Regions from separate parts of the Mus musculus genome. Here all the other regions are linked to region 2. The links are chromatin contacts, called in public ChIA-PET, Hi-C, HiChIP or PLAC-seq and promoter capture Hi-C maps. All regions are on one chromosome and are shown on one strand. Each heading gives the region's core, a stretch centred on a gene start, on an enhancer-like site or on the middle of the called end of the contact. The rest is flanking DNA. Distances are from core to core; before and after follow the strand shown. Region 1 holds the start of Tmem41a (transmembrane protein 41a). Region 2 holds the start of Tra2b (transformer 2 beta). Region 3 holds the start of Dgkg (diacylglycerol kinase, gamma). Region 4 overlaps Dgkg (diacylglycerol kinase, gamma). Region 5 has its middle 8.0 kb from the start of Gm26744. Region 6 has its middle 24 kb from the start of 1300002E11Rik.

Evidence for each region. Promoter capture Hi-C pulls out the DNA fragments that hold promoters and counts their contacts. Hi-C and Micro-C count contacts between places; a contact is called where the count stands out from the background. ChIA-PET counts read pairs in DNA pulled down with a chosen protein or histone mark. HiChIP or PLAC-seq counts read pairs in DNA pulled down with a chosen protein or histone mark.
Region 1: a contact with region 2 is called in an RNA polymerase II ChIA-PET map of memory CD8 T cells, with 16 read pairs. The contact joins the promoter of Tmem41a here to the promoter of Tra2b in region 2. A contact is called at or near these places in 3 of 39 promoter capture datasets (the 3T3-L1 cell line and hippocampal neurons), 1 of 484 Hi-C or Micro-C datasets (cortical neurons), 2 of 115 datasets of contacts at active chromatin or transcription factors (effector CD8 T cells and memory CD8 T cells) and 2 of 9 other capture datasets (adipose tissue and pancreatic islet).
Region 3: a contact with region 2 is called in a Hi-C map of B cells, with 7 read pairs. The contact joins the promoter of Dgkg here to the promoter of Tra2b in region 2. A contact is called at or near these places in 5 of 39 promoter capture datasets (the C10 cell line, the HPC-7 cell line, cranial neural crest and 2 more), 2 of 484 Hi-C or Micro-C datasets (B cells and neutrophils) and 2 of 9 other capture datasets (liver and macrophages).
Region 4: an H3K27ac HiChIP or PLAC-seq map of epiblast stem cells shows a contact between it and region 2, with 2.8 times the contacts expected there. The contact joins the enhancer-like site here to the promoter of Tra2b in region 2. A contact is called at or near these places in 2 of 39 promoter capture datasets (cranial neural crest and stem cell-derived epiblast-like cells), 3 of 115 datasets of contacts at active chromatin or transcription factors (acute myeloid leukemia, embryonic stem cells and epiblast stem cells) and 1 of 9 other capture datasets (embryonic stem cells).
Region 5: a contact with region 2 is called in a promoter capture Hi-C map of hippocampal neurons, with 2.8 times the contacts expected there. The contact joins the enhancer-like site here to the promoter of Tra2b in region 2. A contact is called at or near these places in 7 of 39 promoter capture datasets (the 3T3-L1 cell line, 3T3-L1-derived adipocytes, cranial neural crest and 3 more) and 4 of 115 datasets of contacts at active chromatin or transcription factors (astrocytes, bone marrow-derived macrophages, cardiomyocytes and 1 more).
Region 6: a contact with region 2 is called in a promoter capture Hi-C map of liver, with 3 times the contacts expected there. The contact joins the enhancer-like site here to the promoter of Tra2b in region 2. A contact is called at or near these places in 5 of 39 promoter capture datasets (the 3T3-L1 cell line, 3T3-L1-derived adipocytes, the C10 cell line and 2 more), 3 of 115 datasets of contacts at active chromatin or transcription factors (bone marrow-derived macrophages, embryonic stem cells and extraembryonic endoderm stem cells) and 1 of 9 other capture datasets (pancreatic islet).

What each region holds. Positions count from the first base shown.
Region 1 is chr16:21,946,171-21,948,870 of GRCm38.p6, reverse strand. It overlaps Tmem41a (transmembrane protein 41a), which reads left to right and starts at 1,319. Exons shown (of 5, transcript NM_025693.4): 1 at 1,319-1,503. The coding sequence starts at 1,385.
Region 2 is chr16:22,264,651-22,267,514 of GRCm38.p6, reverse strand. It overlaps Tra2b (transformer 2 beta), which reads left to right and starts at 1,510. Exons shown (of 9, transcript NM_009186.5): 1 at 1,510-1,774. The coding sequence starts at 1,739.
Region 3 is chr16:22,655,866-22,658,757 of GRCm38.p6, reverse strand. Dgkg (diacylglycerol kinase, gamma) reads left to right here and starts at 1,527. Exons shown (of 25, transcript NM_138650.2): 1 at 1,527-1,809.
Region 4 is chr16:22,611,810-22,614,551 of GRCm38.p6, reverse strand. All of the region lies in intron 2 of Dgkg (diacylglycerol kinase, gamma), which reads left to right. Among named protein-coding and RNA genes, the nearest start is that of Mir6362, 7.9 kb to the right of the region's middle. Within about 2 kb of position 1,456, at least 16 of the 459 cell types and tissues checked have an H3K27ac peak or open chromatin away from gene starts, as enhancers often do.
Region 5 is chr16:21,852,454-21,855,214 of GRCm38.p6, reverse strand. It overlaps a transcript of Map3k13 not described here. Among named protein-coding and RNA genes, the nearest start is that of Gm26744, 8.0 kb to the right of the region's middle. Within about 2 kb of position 1,429, at least 38 of the 459 cell types and tissues checked have an H3K27ac peak or open chromatin away from gene starts, as enhancers often do. A contact at or near this core is called in hippocampal neurons, where this site is marked.
Region 6 is chr16:21,816,834-21,819,792 of GRCm38.p6, reverse strand. No RefSeq gene overlaps it. Among named protein-coding and RNA genes, the nearest start is that of 1300002E11Rik, 24 kb to the right of the region's middle. Within about 2 kb of position 1,507, at least 70 of the 459 cell types and tissues checked have an H3K27ac peak or open chromatin away from gene starts, as enhancers often do. A contact at or near this core is called in liver, where this site is marked.

The DNA.
Region 1 (2,700 bases), core at 70-2,569, 320 kb after region 2:
GGTTCAGTTCTTGGATGTCAACTTGCTAGGTCTTTGATGCATGCTCCCTGTTTGAACCAAAGAAGTGCTCTGAAGTGCTTCATGCCTTTTGACTCTGAAGAACTCACCCAATGGGTCGGTCCTATGTGCTGTCACTTCTCATCCCCACTGTGCAGCCTGTCCCTTTTGCCCTGTTCCCACTGCCGTGGTCCTTTCCGTCCCTCCCTCCCCGCAACCTGAGGTATTTACTGTTAACTTGGAGCCTACTCTAACCACTTGCTCTGACATTCTCAAAGGAGAACGGACACTGTCCCTCCTTTTCTCCTCCTCCCTGTTTTTTGAAGACAGTTTGTCACTGTAACCCCAGGCTGTCTTCAGTCTCCATTCTGCCTCAGGGTTCCATGTGCTGGGACTGCAAACACACAACACGATGTCTGCCTAGCAGAATGGTTCTTACTGAATGCTGCCAGGCTCATCTCCCCACAGTTTCCTGGGGTCCCTTGCCCAAACTATCTTCTAGCACTCTCCAAGTGGACAATAGCCATTCATTTCTCCCAAACCTTCGGCTTCCCTGAAGGTTGCCTTACTTAGGGCCATCTCACTTGCCCCTCTGCTTGCTCATCCAGAGAGTAAACGCAGTGCTCACCTCTTTCAGACTCCACACAGTGCAAGGACCACACTAGTTTTGGAGTTTTGAATCTGGGTTTTCTTTTTGAGAGATGTCATTCTCACTACCCGGCTACCCTGCCCCTTTCTGAATTTTTGCTTAGTATTTAAAGATGACTGAACCCTGGGCCTTCCTTCTCTTCAAGTGCTGGGGTCAGTCACATGAACACCATGTCTAGCACCACAGACTCTTTCTAAGACTCAGATGTGTGTTACAGCTAGTGTGTGCACGCTAGCTCCTACACAAGAGTTATGGCAGTAAGCGTTTTCATCCGTTGAGGCACACTGAAATGTGTTTATGAGTACTGGGGATAATGAGCACACTTCAGGTACTGAATAGAAGGCATGTCTGTTTATTTCTGTGGTGGTCATTACCTTCTTTCCACAACCATCGGTGTCAGTCTCACATTTGTTGGCTTCATTTGCTTTGTGGGACAGACTGTGGACAAGACTGACCGCCATGCTGCAAGCTAGGTTGTGGCAGGCTCACAACTCAGCCCCAGATCTCCCAGCTCTGTCACAGGGAAGGCGTTGGAGGTGTTCAGTGTAGAGCCAGCAGGAGCACTTTAGACTAGAGCGATCAGTCCCTGGCGGGGGCGGGGCCTGCGGCGGGCCGAGGGCGGAGCTTTGCGAGGGCCACGCCCTGCCCGTCCAAGAACGCGCTCCGCCCGCCCAGTCGGCGCACGGGGAGGGCTCTGCGTTGCCACGGGGGGAGCGCGCTCTCCGGCCAGGCCGCGGCATGCGCGCGCTGCTCGGCTTGCTCCTCGTATTCGGAGGCTGCACCTTCGCATTATACCTGCTCTCCACGCGGCTGCCCTTGGGGCCGAGGCTGGCGGCGGCCGGGGAGCCCGAAGGCCGGTGAGAGGGAGGACACCGGGCGGTGGCCTGGGAGGAGGTCGGAGGGTTGGCAGTGATGCCTCGGGGGCCCTTGCACTTCTCTGCACACGCGGTCGCCTTCCAGCCCCAGCCATCTCGGCTACCGTGGCTCTCCTTCCTCAACCCAATTACCACAGCAGCCAGTCTTCAGAGGTGCAGCCCGGACTTGGAGTGACGAGGCTATGATCCAGTTTGCCCTCTTCCTGCCTGTCTCTGCTTCCCATGACAGCTGGGCGAGGCAGAAGGCTTGTCGGTCGGGTTTCCGACTGCTGCTTATTACTTTGAAAGTGCATAGAGTGTGTCTGGCACGTTGCCGCATTACCAAGAGGCGTTAACTGCATTCGAGTTGTTTTCAGTTACCATTGTCTTTTTGTGGAGCTGAAAAAACTCTCTTGTGGATGTCAGAGGTACTCATGAGAACTAGGAGGGGCTTGCTCATAGTTTATCTCTGCTGGAGCAAAGAACTGTTGAGATGGCAGAGGCAGGGTAGTCTTTGTTCTGTGACCTTTGGACGGGATCCACGGTGTACCAGGCCTAGCGCAGGGTGAAGAGGGAGGCTCTCGGAAAGGGTTGGCCTCCAGCCATGTTATCAAGAAAGCTGTATTTATTATGATGGGAGGTATGTGTCCACGGGGATTCTTTTAAAGTGATGAAATTGTTGTTTTTTGCCTAGTACATCTGGGTAACATGCTGTCTAAATAGTTGTGTGTTTGCTTGGGAGAGGGTCTCCTAGAAAGGACGGCAATTCATGATGATATGCAGTTGCCTGGAGATGAATATACTTGTGTCTTCGGACAAGATAAAAAGAGACCGAGGATGCAAGTCAGTGCTGGAGCCGATGCTCTCAGCATGGTGGAGGCTGTGGGGTTCCATCTTAAAACCCCTAAATAAGTGAAGAGGGTGTGTAGTGGTTATCCAGCACCAGACCCTTTTTAGGCAAGGAAAACAAGACCCGTGGTCACTCCAAGGTCACACAACAGGAACACTGTAGAGTGAGGGTGCCAGCCCAGGGCACTTGTTCCCACTCCAGGGCTCTCCTGTCTGCCTCTGTTGTTTTATCTTGGGTCAGCTGTCATCTTGAGTTCTTTCAATGTCTGGTGGCCAGATGACCTGTTTACAAACTTAACTCTGCAAGGAAGACACACTTCGAACTTTCTCTGGAACCCACGCCTCCACCTG
Region 2 (2,864 bases), core at 261-2,760:
GGTGGACATGAGCTCACGTTGAAATGATGACGTGGTTGGTGACTGTGTAAAGCTGGGCTGGCCAGATTAACTACAGTTCTTTCATTAATTAGCTTTTGTTTTATTCATTGAAACTGCGAGTGTTGGATCATCCTGTAGCTCAGAATATTCACGGAAGCTATGTGACTGTCGCTGGGCAGTAGTGCATGCCTTTAATCTCAGCACTTGGGAGGCAGAGGCAGGTTGATTTCTGAGTTCAAGGTCAGCCTGGTCTACAGAGTGAGTTCCAGGACAGCCAGGGCTACACAGAGAAATCCTATCTCGAAAAACCAAAAAAAAAAAAAAAAAAAAAAAAACCAAACCAAACCAAACAAGAAGACTGTCAAAATGGTATTCATCTCAAGAACTCATTTGGCATGGTTTTCTATAGATATCTTCAGTGTTCTTTCATGCTATCCTTAGAGGCTAGAGGGCAGGCGGCTTCTCCCAAACAGAAATCCATTACTACAGGCCCGTTTCTCTTGAATTATTTTCTGTTTTGTGTCACTTTTTGAAGGGGGCCCGCTCATGTAGCCCAGGTTGGCCTTAAACAGCTAACTGTCCTTGGGCTCACCTCTCATGCTGCGATTACAAGGATTACAAGTGTGCACCACCCTGCCTGGCTTTCCTTTCTCCATTTCTTTCTTTCCTTTCCATTTCCCCAGGTGGGAGTCAGGGTGGGGAATGAGACCAGGTTTCTCTGTGTAATCCTGACTGTCCTGGAACTCGCTTTGTATATTCGGCTTACCTGGAACTCACAGAGATCCGCCTTAAAGGCGTGTATTACCACACCAGGCCATAGGATTGATAGTTCATAACTATAATCCCAGGATTTGGGAGGCTGACCCAGAAGGGTTAATACATTCCTAACATCAGCCTAGGCTATATAACATACACGGTGGGTTCAAGGTCAACCCAGGCAACACAATGAGGCTTTGTCTCAAACCTCAATTTGTTTGTTTGCTTTGAGCTAGGGTTTCTCCGTGTAGACCAAGCTGTCCCCAAACTCAGGGATCTGCTTGTCTCTGCCTCTTTAGTGCTGGGATTAAAGGCATGCACCATTAATGCCCGGTTTAAATTGCGAGAGTTTTAAATGGAGGTTTTATTTAGGAAGGAAAGCTCTAGAATTAAGTCTAAATAAACGGGAGGTGAGAATCCAGTGTGTGGCTGTGTTCTCTCCTAGATCATGAGAGAACAAAAGGAGAGGAAACTAGTGAGACAGAACAAAGGCATGGAGGAATGTACAACCATCTCTTCTCTTCTTCCACCCAGGACGGTTCTCTAGAAGGTTCCAGAAACGAGTGTGGCAAGGCTACGGACATCACGGTGTCCCGAGGAGACCACAACAGACGCCCAAAGGCAGGCGCACACTTTCCCGCCACGCTGTGGCCGGGTACTAGGGGAGGGGAGGGGCAGGGCGGTAAGGTAGACGTCACGTCCGGTTTGGGAAGCGCCCCTGCAGGAGAAAGCGGTTGGAAGGCGCGTCGAAGTGGGAGGGGCCAGGAAAGCGCGCCTTCGGGGGAGTGGGTGGGACCAGGTTAAAGAGCGTGGCGTCACATCCGGCAGTGTTAGACCGGTGCGGAGGTGGTGCGGAGCGTGTCGGCTTCGAGCTCCTCGCAAAAGTGTGGCGTCGCGCTAGGCTGCGGCGGAGCCTCTGTAAGGAAGGCGGGAGCTTGACAGCTTCAGGAAAGGCCCGTAGCGGTGACAGCGACCCGGAGTCATGAGCGACAGCGGCGAGCAGAACTACGGCGAGCGGGTAAGCGCGGAGTTGCGCGGGCGGCCGCGGTCCCCACCCTGCTACTTCTTCTAGGCCTCTCGGCCCGGTGCAGCCGGGTGTCGGGAGCCTGACGTGCGGAGGGAGCCGGGGCGCCGGAGGGCCTGGTGGCCGGCGCTTCTCGTCGGAGGGAGGCCGCGGGCGGGCTGTGTGCCTCGCACCCGCCACGACCGTTTTTTTTTTTTTTCCTTTCCCCCCGTTACGGGGCGGGGGGAGGCTAAAGATGGCCGCGGCGTCCGTCGGCGTTGGGGGATGGGAACGGTATCTTCTTTCGCCGTTGCTCTCCTGCGAAGCCGCGCCGCAGCCATCTTGGGCTCGCGGGCCGGGCGCGCTGCCAGAGGCACAAAATGGCGGAGCCGCCGCTCCCTGCAGCCAGGCTTTGCCGCCTCGCCACCCGGGGTCCAAGGGTGAAGCGGAGAAAAGCCACGTGTGGCCGGGAGCCTATGGGGACTGACTGATGCTTTTCGGTTGATGGAGGGCCTCCTGGTCCCGGTAAGGGACAGCTAGCTGTAGGGGGCTCTTGGAGCATCTGGAGACGGAAACGGCTGAGGGGGATTGGGGGCCCCGTTAGTTGGAGGGCTTTGTGCTACAGCGTTTCTCCCATTGTTGAGAGCTTACTGGAATAGAACGCAAGGTCGTTAGGCGTTGTTGTATAGAGCCTCCCTACCCCTGGGGGGACTTGGGAAGGAGAAACCATTGGCGACAATTGATGGCGCTATTAAACTCTGAAGTCGACGGGATTTTATTTTTAAGCTTCCACCTCCCAGAGGGTGAAAATCGGTAGAGGTTGATTAGATTGTATACAATGGGCCTGGACTAGACCCAGCCCCAAAGCTGAACAAATGAGGCGCATGTGGCGTGGCTGTAGAGTTTAGATTAAAAACTGTCACGTGAAGATGCGGAAGTCCAGGGCTCAGTGAACAGGTAATTGCAGTTTGGAAACGGCTTACAAGCATCATAAGAATGGCTGTTTTGCCCTTCCTGTACTAACGTTTTTATTTTCGCAAAAAGTTCACAGGAACACTTAACCACTAGTTCACAGTTTATTTTTTTGGTTAGTAAACTCTAAAAG
Region 3 (2,892 bases), core at 278-2,777, 390 kb before region 2:
TTAAAAGACAAGACACTAACATTTCTAAGCCCTTTCTGTCTTTCCATTCCTCTTTTCTCCCAGGTGAGGTCCATGACGGGAGTCAGTGCGAAGTGCCTGAAAAGATAGCAGGAACTTTAATAAATATTCTCGGAATGAGTAAGTCAGTACCTGACATGGAAACAAGAAGATGAAGGACAAACTCACACACGTGTTACAGAACACCCTCACACCAAGTGTGTCAGCCTGGCTGAGGGCAGCTCTGAGAAGCTACCCAGGGGCCCTGGATCAAAGAATGGATTGTGGATGAAGTGTGAGCACAGGGTATCATCCATCCATCCATTGGCTTTGCCCTTATCATCATGCGGAAGGAAGTGTAAGAGCTCTCAGGACTTCTGTTCTGTCTTGGTTCCATCACCCCCTGCTAGTGGCCAGGGATGAGTTAACCACTGGGTCTTTCAGTGCTTTTCAACAGTCACGTCTGCAGCTTCCTCCCCAGATGCCTAGACACACAGTCCCCTGCTCCTCTGCGTTCCGAAAAAAAAGCTTTTCTTGGCTGCAGTTCCACACAGGGACCTCCACTGCCCACTGGCAGAAGAGAATTCTTGGCTGTGGAAACGGGTGAACTCCACATATTTTACAGATGAGAGTAAACTCCTGGTGACTCTAAATGTGGTGTGAAACTGACAAAAGTCATTCTGTTGAAATAACATCGCCGCTGCTGCCACCCTACGCAGACACCCGCGTCATGGAAAGAAAAGGTCCCACAGGTCCCCGTGCCTCTGCCACTGCAGCCTCTTGGGCCTTATCCTCAATCCCACGTCATTTTCTCTAATTTTCTACTTTTCCTTTTTTTTTTCTAGTTCTCTTTTTTCTTGTGCATGTATATTTTGTTTGTTTTAGAAGTGTTTTATTTGTCCTGTAGGAAGACTACCCAATGTCATGCAAAGACAAAGGAGAAAAATCATAATCTTTAGTCCTGAGACCTTACCCATCCATCAGAGCCCCTTTCTGCTTAGCTAGATTGATCCCGACCATGTATGCCTGCAGAGGAGAAATAATCACCAATCTGCTGCCACTGGGTCAAGATTGTCAGAAATGTCCTTCTGGACGGGATCGATGACAATGGACATCAGAGACAGCGAGTTCCTAGAAAACAGAGAACTTGTTGATTTATTTTTATGTTAATATATTTTTCTTTGCTTTGGTTGGAATATTTAGGCAGCTCAGACCCCTAGGTTTCTAGGTTAAGGAACGTAAACAGCCAGAGGACATTGTATTTTTCAAGTAATGTCCTCTACCTTGATGTCAGCTGGTTTCTCACAGCCACCAACCAGCACTCTGACCAAAGCCCTGCCAGCCAGGAGTGCCCTGATCATGTACAGAGGTTCCCACCCAACGCATCCGTGGGTGTGCGAGTGTGCGCGCAGCACGTGTTTATGTGTGTGCACCAGTGTGTTTGTGGGGTGCGCGTGTGTCTGCGCGCGCGGGTGTGTGGCGGGGGCGGGCACTGCGCCCGGGGGGCAGGGCTCCGCAGCGAGAGTGGCAGCTGGACTTGCGATGCTGCGAGGGACAGGGTGCAGAGCCGCAGTGCCGTAGCGGGTAGCAGAGGCAGCCTTCCCTTCCAGCAGCGAAGGCGGAAGACCCCGGGGCGCCAACCCTGGTGGCTGCCTGATGTCTCCGCCCCAGAGAGGGCTGCACCGGGAGATCGCCCGGGCGCCCGCTTCGGTCCCCTTCTGTCTCTCGGTTCCTCTTTCCTCCCAAGTAAGGGAATAAGCGGCTAGGAGGGAGCGCCCCCGGCAAGCGCGCAACCAAGTGTTGCATGGTGAGGTAAGACCGCGACCGCGAACCAGGGATCACCAGTTTGGGGGGACCCGGCAGCAACTTGGAGAGCCAGGGCAAAGCAAGAGTGGGTCCCGCGATAGGGAAAGGAACTGCAGACGAGGCCCCTGCGCTCATCTTGACCGCGCCACCTGCCACAAACCCTGGCCAGAGGGGATGCGCCAGTGGACTGGGCAGGGTGGGGCCCCCTCCCTATGTGGTCGGTGCAGAAGCGAAGGTGTGCAGAGGACAAGCGGCCTTGCTTCGGGCAATTTGCTGAAGCAACTGGTCAAATGCCATCCTTTCTTACGTTGACTCCAGGGTATCCAGAGCGCGGCACAGGGAACCCGAGGGCTGCGGGGAGCAGAGAATGTCTTTCTGCTGTCTGGCCGCCAGAGCCTCTGACAGTCTCGCAGGGTTCTGAGACTTTGGGACACTCCAAGTTCAAAGCCTCTAGGGTGGTGGGTTTAGAGAGAAGCTGAAGAGAATACAGACACCTTGGCAAATAAAAGGGGTAGCGTCGTGGGAATCTAATATCGGCCTGTTTCTTTTGGGTCACAAGACCTGTCTGTGTTGGTATCTCTATAAGGGAACCTCCAGAATTACCTGTGGGGCTGTGAGGCCGTGGGACATACACGAGAACTCCTCAAGACCCCCGCACACATATCTCCTGATGTCTCTTTCTTCAGAACTAGTGAACTAGAATTTGAGGAGGGGGCTGTGGAGCTCGTAAAAGCCCTACAGGTGATTCAGGGGCTCTGCCTCCATCCCTGCTGTGGACAGGGAAGAAAAGCACCATATGCAAGCAGTCCCGTTGTGCAATTCTGGGTAGCTAGGTAGCGGAGAGACCCCTCCCTCAGTCGCCGGGGGTGGGAGGAGGAGGGCACCAGGAGGGTCTGCTGAGGGGCCAGATGACATGTGACTGAACCACAGTGGCGTTCAAGAGTGCTGGGTGGACCTGCGGACTCACTTGTCCCGGCTGCTAGATTATCTGTCCGTGCCTCATTAGCATACGATGGCCTCCCTGTGGGGAGCAGGACCTAGGAGAACTGTTTGTCAAGCTTTCGGTTCGGGGCCTTAGGGGACACATCA
Region 4 (2,742 bases), core at 207-2,706, 350 kb before region 2:
TCCCTAAATTATATAGCTGCTTGTGCGATAATGAAAACATACTAGGAGTGTGACTGAGCTCTGGCCTACTTCTCAGCTCTCTTCCCTTCAGGTTCAAGAGTGGGTTTTGGAAAACAGAATCCTAGCCAGTTGCTCCACCATTCAAAACACCTGTAACGATTTTGAACCAATGAGCTTCCATTAGCATTCAAGATCTCCATAGACCTGGCCCCAATGTATGCTCCGATTGTAACTTTTTTCTAGATGTTTAGTGGAGCCCTTTATCTCTGTTCACTCTGTCTCCTGGGAAGAGTCCTTCAACTTCATATCCACCTGGAGAGGCAGTATGTGTTTGATCTCAGTACATCGGAGGCAGAGGAAGGCAGATCTCTGCAAGTTGGAGTCTAGCCTGTCTGTAGAATAAGTTCCAGGACAGCCAGGACTGTAGCCCAGAGAACACCTATCTCAGAAAAACAAAACCAAAGAAACACACAGAAAATAAAATCTTCCTCAGGTGCTTCAGACGCCAGGGTAGCTCAGAGCCAGCCCTACTTGAATGAACCTCAGTCTCAGCTTGACTTTACTTCTTGTTCATTTGGTACCAGCCTTGTCACCACAACAGTCATACTTGACCTTGTGTTAGCAAATATTTGCTAAGCAATAATGGATCACGCTGAGGAGAAAGGACATAGACTCTTAAGCCAAACACACCCCTGAAATCCTTGCTCCTGGCTGGCAAAGTCACATGAATTTTATGAGTTTTAACTTTGTCGTTTGTAGACTGAAGGATTTAACTTTGTCGTTTGTAGACTGAAGGAAGTATCACCTTATTTGTATGAAACTAGCAGAAGAGCGTTTGTGAGAGTTCACAGGTAAATGTCCTTAACAAGAGGCAACACACTGCTTAACCCTTTCCCCACCAGCCCTTTTACAGTGCCTCGAAACCTCTTACTACCCACAGTGCTTTCTGAACTGAATGGAAGCAACCTAAATTGTTGCCATCTGCTGCCTTGATCCCACTGAGCTATTAGCTTTTCAACATCTGTTCTGTGTTTCAGAAAGAAATTTCCATTTTTAGGCAACAGCAGCATAGCATTTTTGAGTAGCATTTCAAAATGCTTCAATCCTGCAGTGATTATCACTTCTGCTTGATAGACTTCCAGTCAGCAAAACCACAGAGAAGAGCCCAGCCCGGGTAGGATCCTTCACTCGGATGTTTAAATAGAAGCAATAATGAAGCTTGAAGAAGCTTTTAATTACCCACAATTCCTGGAGGCAGGGGAAGCACGGGTCATAGAAACACTGGTTTCTTTCACAGTCTGCTATGTCAAACCACACATACACACTTGATGTGTTTTTATGACAATTATTGATTTCTTTTGTCCTCGGTTCTTATGAAATTCCTGAAAGGCAACAACCAGTGATTTCTCTGTAGTTTCTGAAACTTTTTAAAGATTTATTTTCGTTTCATGTGTATGAGCATCTTGCCTGCACGTGGACAGTGCTCTTCAGGGCCGAGCTGTCTCTCCAGCCCCTTCTGGGTTAATTTCCATAGGTAACGAAAATTTTAAATCGCCATGTTTCCTGAATACCCTAAATATCCATTTCCCCTTCTGAGCAAATGTCACCTACAGGGAGCAGTGAGGTAGGGACATGCAGAGGTCAGAGACTCAACTTCCAGAGGAAACTTCTCACTGTCAGAAATACGGTAGAGCAGCTGCAGAATATTAAATCAAGCAGGTTAATTATAAGACATAATTGGGGTTAATTTTTTTTGTGTCAGGATGAGTAACTCAATTCTTTCTGTCGAGACGGGAAATAGAAATTAAGGAAAAGGGAACAGAGTTGTCAGGATCGAAAAGCTGGAAGGAAGCACCTTGCCTTAGTAGGGTTTCAGCACCAAGGGCAGAACCTCGCTCACCCACGCATCCCACTGACTATAATAGATGAAATGCTTTTCTTTTTTCTTTCTGTTTTTGAGGGGGTGGGGATGGAGGGGTCTTTATGTGCTTTGTTGTTGTTTTGAAAAGTGTGGGAGGTCTTTTTGTTTGTTTATGTGTTCGAGATAGGGTCTCTTGGTCCTGAGACTCTTGATCCTCCTGCCTCAGCCTCTCGGATCCTGAAATTACAGGTGTACACTACCACACTCAGCTCAAGATTTGGTTTGGTTTGGTTTGGTTTGGTTTGGTTTGGTTTGGTTTGGTTTGGTTTGGTTTGGTTTGGTTTGGTTTGGCAGGTTTTTTGAGACACTATCTCACATACTCCAGACAGGGTCAAACTCACTATGTAGCCAAAGCCAGCTTGATTCCTGACCATCCTGCCTTCCCTTCCTGAGTGCTAACAAAAATTTTAATGTTGTTAGCTTTGACTCAGAAGCCAAGATCGTGATACAAGCTTGTAAGGCCAACGCTGGGATGGCTACGTACTGAGTTAGAAGCAAGCCTAGGACATTTGAGACTGAGTCTAAATAAATAAATAGATTCCATGCAGATGATTACACATTCGTCTACATGTTTAGAATGTGTTTTATGTCAGATCTTGGTTTTATATGGAAAGACCCAGTAGCTGTTACAGCACCCCAGACATCCTCCGTTGTACCAGAGGCTTCTCAAGCCCCAGAAACTCCTGCTGTCTAACACAGCACCCTTCATGTGCTTTGTGGGTGGGATGCACATGTTTGTGTGTGCATGTGTGTTCATGTAGGTGAACATGCACGTGAGTGCGTGTGTGCACAGTGACCAGAGGTCACCCTTGGATGTTGCC
Region 5 (2,761 bases), core at 180-2,679, 410 kb after region 2:
AATCCAGAGCCCATAGCTTCAGGTAGTCTAGCTAGTCAGCTTGCCAGGGATCTCCTGTCTCCACGTCCCAAACACTGGGATTAGAGGTGTCTTGTGGGTGCTGTGGATTTGAACTTTGGTCCTTATGTCTGTGTGGCACTGAATCTTATCACTAGCCTAACTAGACTACAGCTTATCTCCCCACTGAGTAACTTATCTGAATATGCATTGCATTCCCAGAAAAAGAAAAAGAGCCCCTAGGCTTTTCTGTCCTGCTTCTTTATGGTCTGTCATGCCAGCTGCAGCTGTTGGTACAATGGGCTCCAAACAGACTAGAAGGGAGCTGGTTACTCTGCCATTGTTAGCATATGGAGCCTAAGCTGACCACTCCATGCTTGCTTGGCTCACTTGCCTTTAAAGCTTGCACAGTTCCCAGCTCCCTGATCATCAGCAGTTCTAAGTATATCAACAGAATAAGAACCCGATGGTGACTTCCGGAGAGGCCCAGCGAGCAGCTGGCACTGGCCCCTTCTTTTCAGCACTGTTGGCGTTCTTGATAGCACCAGCTGGTCCAGAGCATTTAGAACCTCAGTGGATGCTCTTTGCTTTGCTTTCAAAATCATCCCATGGACTTTGAAATAGTTAGCAGGAACGAAACATACTGAAACCTTTTATCAATGGTGTAAGATTCAGTGGAAAGAAATCTTACATAGGCTGGGGATGTGGTTCAGTGACAAGAATTTGTCTAGCACACACAAGGCCTTTGGTTTAATACTAAGCAACACACACACACACACACACACACACACACACACACACACACACCCCTTATTGCCCCGGACCCAAGAACTCATCTTCTTGCCTCTACCTCTCCAGTGCTGGGATTATATGCCACCACACTAGTTTACAGGGCTGGAACCTGGGCTTCACGCAAGCTGGGCAAGCACTCTGCTGACTGAGCAATATCCCCAGCACCCATCCTTGTTTCTGAGCTGGGGCAGTACATCTCCTTATGTCCCCCAGGATGGCTTCTCACTCAAGTGATACCCACCTCCACCTTCCTGAGTAACTCTTGTGCTCAAAGAATAGCAGGAAATGGTGATTGAAAAAAAAAAAATCCTGAATGACCAAAATCATGGCAGAAGCCAGAAAAGCCACATGATTGTATTTCTTTCTCCAAGAAACCTAATCTGATTTTGAGGTCTCTGAGAGTACTTAAAGGCATAGCTTCAAAAATCAGCTCAAGCAATATAAAGCAAATGTTCAGTTATTTTTTTTCCCATAAATGAACAGATGGAAGGGATTCTACTCAAAATGGCAAGATAAAGGAAGGAGGGGGTAGGAGAATACAGCAAAATGGTGAAATCTGTCTTCCTATTGGCTCTGGGGCCTCACCAGCTGCACTGTCATGTGGGCATTTCCCAGAAGCTGCTCTGTCCAACAAAATGAAAGGGAGCCCATAGCTGAGGTCTGGAAGTCATGATGGGACGAGCCATAGGTATGGTGCAGATGTCTCTCTTCAGTATGCATTTGCACGTAAGCTTGTTGTGATCTGGCGAATGGTTGCTGTGTGATTAGTGAAATGCTTACTCTTGCTTCAGATCAGAGGTTATTTTCTCTGGAAAAAGCAACCCCGGCTTGTGTTCTGCTCCCTGGCACTTTATCTCACTAGACTCAATTACCCTCGGCTATCCACGCCTGCAGATAGTCTAATGTATCCCATTAATGGCAGGGCTGCCAGCAGCTAACAATGCAGGCACCGTGCCTGGGGGTAATAAGAAGCCTCAGTGGACTTATTTTGCAAATCGATCCCTCTTTAGTAATAGCAACTGTGACAGTCCCCTTTAGGACTCTAAAATAGAATCTTTCTTAGTCTGGATCCAGAGCGACTTCCCTAGTTTCAGGTGAGAACTGCTCTCCTAGCTGCCACCTCCTCCTTGACTCAGCCAACCCTCTCCTTGGCCTCTGTTCTCCATGTCTCCTTCGTCCTCAGCCATTTCCTCGGTCCTTCACCACAACCAACTCTGCCTTTTGCTTCTTTATCCTTTCTGAAGCCATAGTTTCACCAAATTGCCTTTAGAATTGCCAGTTCCATCGCTGCCCAGTCCAGGAAGTCGCTGGAGACAACCAGTGTGTGTCTGCAGAGAGCCCTACATTGTTTTCCCTTAGCATTTTTAAACAATTAAAATTGGCTCTTGGGCATTCTCTGGGGGTTGCCCTGCAACACACAATTGGGTTTTGAAAGAAGACAGCTTTTTATCACGCTGTCACACAGAAAAGTACTGGTATTAAAAGGAGTCAACACACAAAATCCTTCCAGCTGTTAAGACTAGGTAGTACAGCCTGGCGTGGAACAGGCGCTGGCAGTCCCAGCACCTGGGTGATGGAGGAGCAGCAGTTTAAGGTCATCACATCTCCACTGAGATTCGGAAACCACCGTGAGCTAAATGAGCATTAGGTAGGTTGATCCACTGGCTTAGAAGGAAGTCCTGGGCAGGTCTGAGATTAACTGACCCTCTTTGCCTTGCTCCACCTGAGACGCTCAACACTGCCTACCAGCAGCCACCTCCTGTGGAAGTGCTACTCAAGTCATGTGAAAGGTCTAGAGTGAAGTGGAATTTTAAGCAGAATGCCTTAAAATGGCCATTTGCCTGTTTGATGATGGCCATCACAGCCAGGTTCCTACACTGTCAGAATTAGAGCACCATCTGACTCGGTAAACGCTCTGCCCATTTATCTCACGGATTAAGATGAACAGAGGAAAAAGCCACCAGGGCAGCGA
Region 6 (2,959 bases), core at 258-2,757, 450 kb after region 2:
TAGGATATACAGGCATGTGCAGATCCCCTGGAGAAGTGACAACAGTTATCACAGACCCCAGCTCTTGGCTTTCCTCTGTGGATCAGGGATGAGCGAGCGCACAGGAGGATTTAGTGGGAACGGGGCTCATCAAGACCCGTTGCAGGGATGCACATACTCATGCTGGAGCTATTTCATAAATATAAATATTTACTACTTTTTAAAAGCTTGTCTTTCGACAGCAAATGAACCCCCCCCCCCCCCACTGAAGCAGCAAGAGTCTGTAGAATGTCTGATCTGAGACCCTGTGCAGTCGAGACCCAGAGGTTGAGAAATGCTGCAAGCCATGATTTGCACCCAGCACCGTTTGTTTCCTAATGTCAGTTAAGGGCAGCTTTATAATGTTTCAAGAAGAATTGGTTCATTTAGACTGATAGATGTACTGAGAAAAACATACTGAAAATATTTTAAGAACTTCTGCTCAGTAGAGCTAGGAAGGATGAAGGTGCTGGCCACAAGCCTGCAGCCAGAGATCCAAGCTTCGGAACCCGTGAGCTGGATGAGGATCGACATGCATGCTAAGGATCTTTCCGCCGCATGCAAGCTAAGCCCCAAGCCCACCCCACCCCCCAACACACACACATGTGCACACACAGTGGTTAAAAACAACAACAACAACAACAACCCTCCCATAGCTAGCTGGGGAGAGCAGCTTTTTTTTTCTTCTAAGTTTAAAAGAAATAATAAATCATGGAAGAATATGCTTCCAAGTTCCTTAAACTTATTTTTAATCTAAGTATAAAGATATCGAGTTCCAGGTCTCCCTTTTATATTAAACCAAACAGGATAAAAGGAGCCACTTGAAACCAGAGGGGTTAATGTTTACACAGAGGCAGCTTTTCCCAATTGTGTTCGCCTTTAAGGTTTGAACGGTTGAATGACCTTGCTGGAATTCCCCTGTCAGCTGGGAGTACCTACTGAACTTCCAAATCGAAACTACGCTCACATGACACACTAGAACGGTATGCCAAGTGGTATCTGTCCCTGCACCTTGAACCTGGTAGTTACGACTACAGATGAATCAATATGTTTTATACAAAACGAAAAGCTCTTTCTCTCTTAGGTCACTAAACAAAGTATTAAAACAAAGTATTAAATTTCATTATATTTCACATTATGTACTTATAGTACATTCAAATGCACGGCTTCAACCTATCACTAACAGGCCTGTTTTCAAATACAGAATACACCATTCTGAAGTGAGAATTTGAATCCATATCTGAATTCTGTTACTTCAGTGTAATCACCTAAAAACCTAGATAATATGAAGCCTTCATTGTTTTTATTTGAGAACTCCTAAAACATCTATCTTTGTAGAAAAGGCACCGTGAGGTGAGGTGGTCCTGTTCTTTGCACTGTGAGCCAATCATGAGATGAAACTCAACACAAAAGGTGCAGACGACAACCCCCTCGCCACACCCACCGGCTAGCCACACCCACCGGCTAGCCACACCACCGGCTAGCCACACCCACCGGCTAGCCACACCCCCTCTCATTTTCAGAAGTTGAAAACACAGTAAACATTACACGGAACTGTAGCCCAGAAACTTTTCTTTCAAACACTGTTTTGGGGTGGGGGTGGGGGTGGGGGAGTAACATTTCACAGTCCGAGTTTCTACAGAACTTTTTATTAATGTTAGAAACTGAGATGAAAGCACACTCAGCAGACAGCGATACTGAGCTTAAGGATAACTTGTTCTAGAATATCTCAATAGTGGCTGACATCTTCTATTGCAGGGGACATAAGTTTTATAATAGTTTTTAAATTTTGTACATTTTAAAGGGAGGTAGAGAGATAGTTTAACTGCTAAAGAATATTTTTATTTAAATATAGTTATTTTTCAGATTTTACGAGTATTTTGCTTGCATGTATTATGATGGTCTGAATGAAATGGACCCCCACAGACTCATAGGGAGTGGCACCATTAGGTGTTGTGGCTTTGTTTAAGGAAGTGTGTCAGTGCAGTGGGCTTTGATATTTCAAATGCTCAAGCCAGGCCCAGTGTCAGTCTCTTCCTGCTTCCTTAGAATCCAGATGTAGAAATCTCAGCTACTGTCTCAGCGCCATGTCTATCTGCATACCATGGTGACATAGACTAAACCTCTGGACTATATAAGCCAGCCCCCCAATTAAATGCTTTCCTTTGTAAGAGTTGCTGTGTCAAGGTGTCCCCTCACAGCAACAGAAACCCTAAGATATGTATATATGTGCAAACCTGGTGCCTATGCAGCCAAAAACCAGGCATCAGATCCCCAGGAACTAGAGTTGCGAATGATTGTGAGTTCCATGTGGGTCCCGGGAACCAAACCTAGACCGTATGCAAGAGCAGCAAGTACTCTTAAACTATTCCACACCTCTCCAACCCTTTGTTTTGAGGCAGGGTCTCACATGGTCTAGCCTGGGCTTGAACTCCCTCTGTAGGTGGTAATGCCCTTCAGCTCCTAATCCTCTTGCCTCTGCCTCCTGAGAGCCAGGATGAATGACAGCTGTACTTCAGCCCCGAGTGCAGGAGGAGCCAGGAATATGGGTTCCAGGGTCTTATGCTTAGGCAGGTACTCTACCAGCTGAGTCATACCTCCTGTCTTACCATGCGTTTTTTGAAGTACTGGCATATTAAACAGAAATTACTGAATGCTGTTGTTTAGGGGCTAAGCTCCGCTATTGGGATCCAACATGCAAGGCTAAAAATTGAAATGGTGTCATCCATTTCAACCCAGCAAAGTTTGAAACGGAGCCATTTCTCTGACCTGAAGAATCAGGATTTGTGAGCCAAACTTCCCCAAGTAGGTCAGCTATAACCGTAGGATTACAGCTTCCTCTATCGGTCCCTGCGGCTCCCGGGAAGAGGGATCCTGATATAAACAGGAATGTTTCTGATCTTCCATCTCCTGTCCCTTCTTTCAAGGAAATGACCCACCT